2 separate regions of the Triticum aestivum genome follow, and region 1 is linked to region 2. A link is a contact called in public Hi-C data. All regions are on one chromosome and are shown on one strand. The core of a region is the stretch at or near the end of the contact, and the rest is flanking DNA. Distances in the headings are between cores, read along the strand shown. Region 1 holds the start of LOC123150876 (alpha-1,3-arabinosyltransferase XAT3). Region 2 has its middle 200 kb from the start of LOC123150114.

Region 1 (3,485 bases), core at 666-3,165, 250 kb before region 2:
TGTTCGTCAGCCCGGCGCCGTGCACGCCCACCATCACGTCGCACGAGTTCACCAGCCGCGCGAACTTGGACGTGTCGGAGGTCGTGTCCGGGTCCCCGATGCGGACGTCGAACCCGAGGCTCCCCGCCATGTCCGCCATGGCGCGCTCGTTCATGAAGGCCCGCCCGCGTGAGGTGCGCCGGGAGATGATCAGCAGCCGGGGCCGGCGGCGGATGTCCCACCGGTCGCCGCTCGGCGTCGCCGTGGCGCGCTCCAGCCCGAACGCGCTGCGCAGCATCTTGCGGAAGTCCGCCACCGAGACGCCCGAAGGCGCCTTGGAGGGATCCACGCCCAGCTCCTTGTGGAACGTCGGCCCGACCACGGCGCTCGGGTAGCACCGGACCTCGTCGTCCGCGTCGATGTCCACCACCTCGTACCGGCTCATCTGCTGGAAGATCTGGATGTACCTGCTTATCCACCACGACTTGTAGCTGCTCACCAGGAACTGGACCTCGCCGGCGAAGCGGTGGGCCGTGATGAAGGCCGGGATGAGCACGTCCGTGTAGTCGTGGAAGGGGTTGCCGGTGAACCCGCCCGTCGAGATCACGAAGGCGGTGGCCGAGCTGTTGGACGTGCACTTGGGCGCCGCGCCGTCGCCGGAGGGGAACGGCTTCAGGGACCACTCCTTGACGTGGGACAGCGCGTACGTGTCGTGCTTCCGGCAGTAGGGCCTGGTCTTCCACTCCCGCTCCAGCGTGTCGACGTAGATGGTCTGGCTTCTCCCCAGCAGGCGCACGTCGCCGGCCGCCTCGCAGGTGTCGGAGCGCCGGCTCGTCTCGTAGCACATCGGCTTGCTGGCATCAACGGCCACCGCGGCGTCTAAGGCCTGCTCGGTCTTGGGCTGAATTTCCTCATCCTTGGGCTGAGCTTCCTCCTCCTTGTCTTCCTCCACTGCAAGAAGAAAATCCAGTTCCTGGTGAGATCTGATGCCACCACACTCTTCACCGAATTATTTGGAACAAAAATCTTCAGTGTATAGCAGGGATAGTTTAGGACGAGCTGCTGCTAAATCCGTGGATGGTTCCATTGCTTCTCCTCTCCTCTCCTCTCCTTGTCTGATTTGAGGCTGAATCTCAGCAAAAGATATTACCAAAAGAAACCTGCCGGTAAAGAAATGCCAAGCAGATCTAGACACCCAACCACCCGCTGCATAAAGCGAGCGGCTTCCAATCCACTCACTAATCTTTCTAGACGATAGACACGCCGTGTACGAAGGCGGATAAGTTAGCTTACCGGCTACTGCGGCGGCCTCGTCGGCCTCCGCCGTGGCAGCCGGCTTGCTCACCACCACGGGCTTCGGATCCTCCACTTTGATGGTCTCCGCAACGGCCGTATTACCTGCAGAAACGCAGCGGCACCATGAGAGCGGTCAAACGGCAGCTCTGACGCCCTCAGATTTGCTCCCACCACTGGCCATGCCTCTGCATAGCCAGGAACAAAAGAAGAAAGAGCAAAAAAGAGCAGGCGATGGCGTTACCGATTGGGGAGAACCTGGCCCGGATGAGCGAGAGCGCGACGAGGGAGCAGAGCATGAGGGCCAGGAGAGCCACATTCCCGAACCTCCTCGGCTCGCCCCTCGCGGAGCTCCGGGACTTCATCTCCTCCGGGAGTAGGAGTAGTTCTTTGTCCGGCTGCACGGGTGATGTGAGGCGCTGGGACCTCCAGAGTCTTGCTACGGAGCTCGAGCCGAGCAGCTGATGTGTAAATCAGCGGGGGGTAAAGCGGGCGGCGGAAGCGGCGGCCACCGGCAGCGAGCCCGGTGGAGGGGGGAGAAAGGGGGGGAGTGGACGGAGGAGCAGAGCAAAAGCAGCAAAGGCGCAGCTGCTCATTTGTTTGGGAATAGTAGTGTTTTGTTTGGGAGTGCTGTGGTCGGTCGGTGTGTGTCTGCCTGTGCGCCACTGGTACTACCGAGCACGACTTTTCAGGGCGCCGTAAAATAGCAGCCGCTGCTTCAGACACAGTTTTTAGTTACCCTAACTTGCTTTAATTAGAGATTGTCTTTTGGTGATAATTTTGTTGTCACCACTGTACCAGTAATCTGTTAATTCTCGAGACACGCTAGACTAGACTCTATGGCGAGACATTTGTGATCTGAGTGTCGGTGCGGTGTCAGTGCTAGTAGTAGGAGATCACTGATTGGGATGGGCCTTGCAGCGGGCAGCGGGAGTACTGTAGGGGTACATGCATGCTCTTTGGTCCCACTCAACGGCAGAATTCGTGTTAGACACAGAACTCCGAGTCCTTGTACATCGTAGTATTTCATACTCCCTTCGCATACGTTTTCTAAGGCTAGTTTTAGCCTACTATAAAACGTTTTATATTTTATTAATACAGAGGTAGTAGTACCCAGCAGATCACCAGTAAAGACATCTCCAACACCAACACTTAAACAGCCCGCATATGTTCGGACCGTGCGGTCTCAAAGTGTTGTGTCATCCAATATGGGCATGTAACCGTCCGCCGAGCGATCCGGACGCAGTTTCTCTCGTAAACATGAGACAAACTAGGGGCTTGCGGACATTCACACCACTGTCACGCTCACTTAAATGCATCACTGAGATTCCTTTTCTGCAAGGTTCTCTCCTAGCCCACACTCTCTCCTCGTGCCGCTGGCCACCAGCCCGGTCGCTGCCCACTCCGGGCTCCGGCCGCCACCCCCTCCCACCCGCCATGGGCCCGCCGCGCTTCCCCAGATCCAGCGCTTGCGGCAGTCCCCACGCGCCCTCCCCTTTCCCCAGCAGTTCGTCCATGGTGCCAGATTCAATGCCAAGCCTGAGCCCCCCCCCCCCCCCCCCGTCCGGGATCCGCGTGTTGCGCCTCGAATCCTGCTTCGGGGCAAGGGATCTGGCTGCGCCCCATCCCCTCGAGCTATAGATCCGGAGGGCTTTCCCATTTCAGGCAGGCAGCGGCTTAAATCGATAGTGGTGGTGCCTGAAGCTGCTGCCGATCTTTCCTCCCCGGTGGTGGACGGTGGCTACTGTTAATTAATCTGTGGTGGACGGTGGCCGAGCTATAATAATAATAAAAATAAAATAAAATAATAAATAATAAAAATAATTAATTAATTAACTTAATTAATTCTGATTAAATTAACTAACTAAGATTAATTAATGTAATGATTAATTAACCTAATTAACTACTGTTAATTAACTAACAGAGAATGACAGGAGGAGCCCACCCCCTGTTGACAGGTCAACGTTGACTGGTCAACTGGGACCCCCTGGCCCACCTGTCGGCCACTGGGTACACCTTTGTGTACACAGTGCTGGGTGCACATAGCATCTTAACCTTTATTTTTGAATTAGTAATAATTTCAAAATATTGTTTAAAACTTTGAAAATTCATATAAAATAAACCGCAACTCGGATGAAAATGTTTTCTATGTGAAAGTTGCTCAGAAAAATCCAACGATTTCGAATACGCGGTCCGTTCATCTGTCACATGCC
Region 2 (3,494 bases), core at 201-2,700:
AGGTGTGGGCTTTTTAACGTTTAATTAGTGTTTAAATGGACTTTGGCTAGCGACTGACTGGCTATTTATGTTTAATTATATTTATTTCCGCCGCGTGCTTTTGACAAAAGAATTTATGCGGGAAAATATGGGTTTGTCACACATTGAACACACCGACCAACTCAAATCAAAAACGGACACGCCTATCCACTTTGCCGATGCAAACAGACAAAAAGCAAACAAAATGTCAGTCCATTTGGGTCACCGCGTTGTGCTTGCTCTTACTGTTGTTAATTACACTGCTATTACTAGTACAGTATCTTGTGAGTTAAAAAAGCAGCAGTTTTTGTTGAGTATTATATCGACTAGCTGGTAGTAGTACTAGAAATAACAAGTCGGATCTCGCCAGAACAAGTCAGTGTCAGTGGAAGCAGCAGCAGTAGGCATAGCCAGGAGAAGAAACGCACGCGAGAGTGCAACACGGACCGAGCGGGCGGCTCCCCTGACGTGCGGCTCCTGCCGTTGTGGCGCTGCCATGTGGGCCTGTTTTCCGATGGGTCCATCAGTCAGTGGTCGAACGGCACCCTGCCGAACGGCAGAGGATCCTCGTCCCCGGCAAGTTGGCTTCGCGGCGTGTGCACAGGAAAAAGGACGCAAACAGTGGCCCCTCCAGCTGGACACGTGGTTGGCAGACGAGGCCGCTGGCGACACGGATGTTTACATCCGACTGTTTGGAAGGAGTTTCCTTGTGATATCCCCTTTGTTTAGAGTTGCTTTTGTATCCGTGAGTTCAGGTACCTCACATCTGGTTGTATGCAAGTTTTTTTTTTGACAAAGATATCCAAGGGTTTATATTGATCTAATATAAAATAGATTTCAAGTAAAATAATGGTCTTGTGTAAAAATTATGTACATTGCACGCGTGCATTTTACTAGTCTCCTAAATGCATGAGAAATTATCTAATAGTGTCAAATGCATGGCAACCACGCGACGGAGACAATTCATCATACTTAGTTGAGTTACGTCCACATCAGTATATGCCGTCGGCGTGCCGTAAATTCCATTCGAAAAATACCATTCGAAAGATCTTGGTCCTCCAAACTTAAAGATCTGTGCAGGAAAGGGACGGTTTGGACGTTTCCCGCATGTTGGCAGAGTTTGGTGGAATGTTAGCTTCGGTCGTTAGGCGACTGAAGGCTGCGTCTGCTTCGGCACTTCTGGTTCTGGAGCTCGGATAAATTACACGGAGCATGCAGGTGAAGTACTAGTTCCTACGAACCAGTCCCAACTCGTAAAACTTTCAGAAAAAAATTAAAATGCACTGGCCGTAAGACCTTTGGATGGACCGGCTGGTTTTCAGACGGCGACGTCCGGCGCTCAGTCGGCCGGCCCTTCCGTGCACTGCTGGGTTCCATGAGAGCTGATGGCGACACGAGTTTACCGGAGCTGTTGTAGACTCGGAGCGACGCACTTCACGTAGTTCTGTCGGTCGGAGCCTCGGCGGTTCTCTGAAACAGAGAAGGGCTTCAGTGTGTATGATATTGCCCGACTACAGACAACAGACTCCAGGAGCTGTTGCCTCATCTGACCTGCGACGCGTAGCGAGATTGCACGAGGTCGCTTTCAGTTAGTTGATCATTAACTGGTGGCCTCTTTATGGTCATGCGTTCTCATACGTGGTTCCACTGATTGTTTTGCGTGTCCTGAATACGGAACCTTCGTGTGTCTTCTGCATTGCCGTGGAACAAACCTCCAATGGTTCTTCGTCGATATGGAAATCCAGTACCAGATGCCTCAAGTGCATAAAGTAAAATGATTTTTGGTCAGATAATTTATCTGCATAAGTTGTAAATGCACATAAAAAATAGGAAAACAAAAATAAGTTTACATCAGGGCAAGACAGATAAAGCATAATGACTGACATTACCGTTATGAACGAAAACTTAGTGTCGATGCAGAATCTAACAAAGAGCCAATCAACATGAGCCATTGAGCAAGAAAGTTCTCAGGCTTCAGCTTGTTTTGAAATATAAGGTTGGCACTGAGCCACCTTCTTATTTACAAAAAAGAATGTCATATTGTACTCCCTCTGTCTCATAATATAAGATCATTTTTGACACCAGGAGTAATATCCAGTCCCTGGATTGATGCTTGCTTATGCTCCCACGAGTCATCAAGTTTAATAGTACTCCCTCCTTCCTAAATTATTTGTTTTATCTGCATGAGGACAAATATAAGACAAGTACGGTACACTCAAATGCGGACAGATTCATGTCGTCTAAATCCATGTTTCGCAGCTTAGAGCAATTGTGTAATCCGGGTCCACATACATCCACGGACGCGCCTGCGGACAATGACTAGATGTGACTTAATTTTTGCCATGTCCAACCATAAATTCTACATTCAAAACATCAAATACATTCAAATACATGCACGCTAATCATTTTGGAGGGTTAGTCCGTGTTAGGCTGGCAGAGTTGGTAAACACCAAAAAATATATTTGTACTTAAGATTTTTAGTGTAAATGTAACATCCGTGTTGGGCTGACGGGGTTGGAGTTTAGACCCACCTCGCCGCATGAGGAAGACACATCCAGCTTAAATAGCCGCGTCAATCAAAAGCGATTAGCTTCGGTCATCAATGCACTCTTTGTCAAGGATATAAAATGTTATTATAAATCTTCTATGTTCATAGTAACAGTTCATATCCCTCACAAAGCAAGCATTGATAGCCCTACTTTTTTTCAAGTGAAATCATTTTTGACTTTTTTATCCGAATCCGAAAGGAGTTCATCCATTTAGAGGCCGGATTCAAACGAAGATTCAAACTGACAGTTCATACCCTTCTCAAAGGGTACACTGATGGCCCTACTTTATTTCAAGTCCGACGACGGTGCCCGGTGAGGGTGACCTTGACTGGCAAGTGGGGGGATGAATATGGAAGAATTCACGCGGGCCTTAGCAGCCAGTACAACGTGGCGGGCGTGTCCGGGCGTCCCCGCATCTGTCTTAGATTTGGGCTGGATATGGGACTGCTGGTCAGCCCGGTCGTTTGGCCGATTATGAGGAGGCTAGTTGGGTGCTTTTTTTCGTCATGTCGGTGATCGGGTCAGCCCGTCTGAATGTTTTGGCGGATATGGTTGTAGATGCTCTTACAGTTAGTATCTATACCTATTATTAAGAGCATCTCCAACAGCCGCGTCAAAAGACGCGCGCGCGGGGTAAATTGGTTTAATAGCGCGCGCGGGATGTTTTCGCGCGCTCCAGCGATGGCGCGAAACTAGCGCACGCGGGAAACGATTGCGCGCGCGCGGAAAAAGGCGGCCGCTCGCGCGCTACATTTGGCGCACCGCATCCGGCGCGCCTATAAATTGCAGCGCCTCCGTCGCTCTCTCCATCACCCTTTGCCGCTCTCTCCGTCTCTCAATTGCCCCATGCCGCGCTCTGCCGCCGACACGCCATCATCGCGCCACGATGCCGCCTCGGCGCCGGTGAGGTACGGGCTACCGCGGCGT

The links. A called contact is a pair of places that touch in the nucleus more often than the background predicts.
Region 1: a Hi-C map of leaf shows a contact between it and region 2, with 4 times the contacts expected there. The contact joins the promoter of LOC123150876 here to the enhancer-like site in region 2. A contact is called at or near these places in 2 of 5 Hi-C or Micro-C datasets (both in leaf).

Annotation. Positions count from the first base shown.
Region 1 is chr7A:213,645,746-213,649,230 of IWGSC CS RefSeq v2.1, reverse strand. It overlaps LOC123150876 (alpha-1,3-arabinosyltransferase XAT3), which reads right to left and starts at 1,915. Exons shown (of 3, transcript XM_044570692.1): 1 at 1,517-1,915; 2 at 1,273-1,377; 3 at 1-930. The coding sequence starts at 1,637.
Region 2 is chr7A:213,395,402-213,398,895 of IWGSC CS RefSeq v2.1, reverse strand. No RefSeq gene overlaps it. Among protein-coding and RNA genes, the nearest start is that of LOC123150114, 200 kb to the right of the region's middle. Within about 2 kb of position 1,450, at least 2 of the 8 cell types and tissues checked have an H3K27ac peak or open chromatin away from gene starts, as enhancers often do. A contact at or near this core is called in leaf, where this site is marked.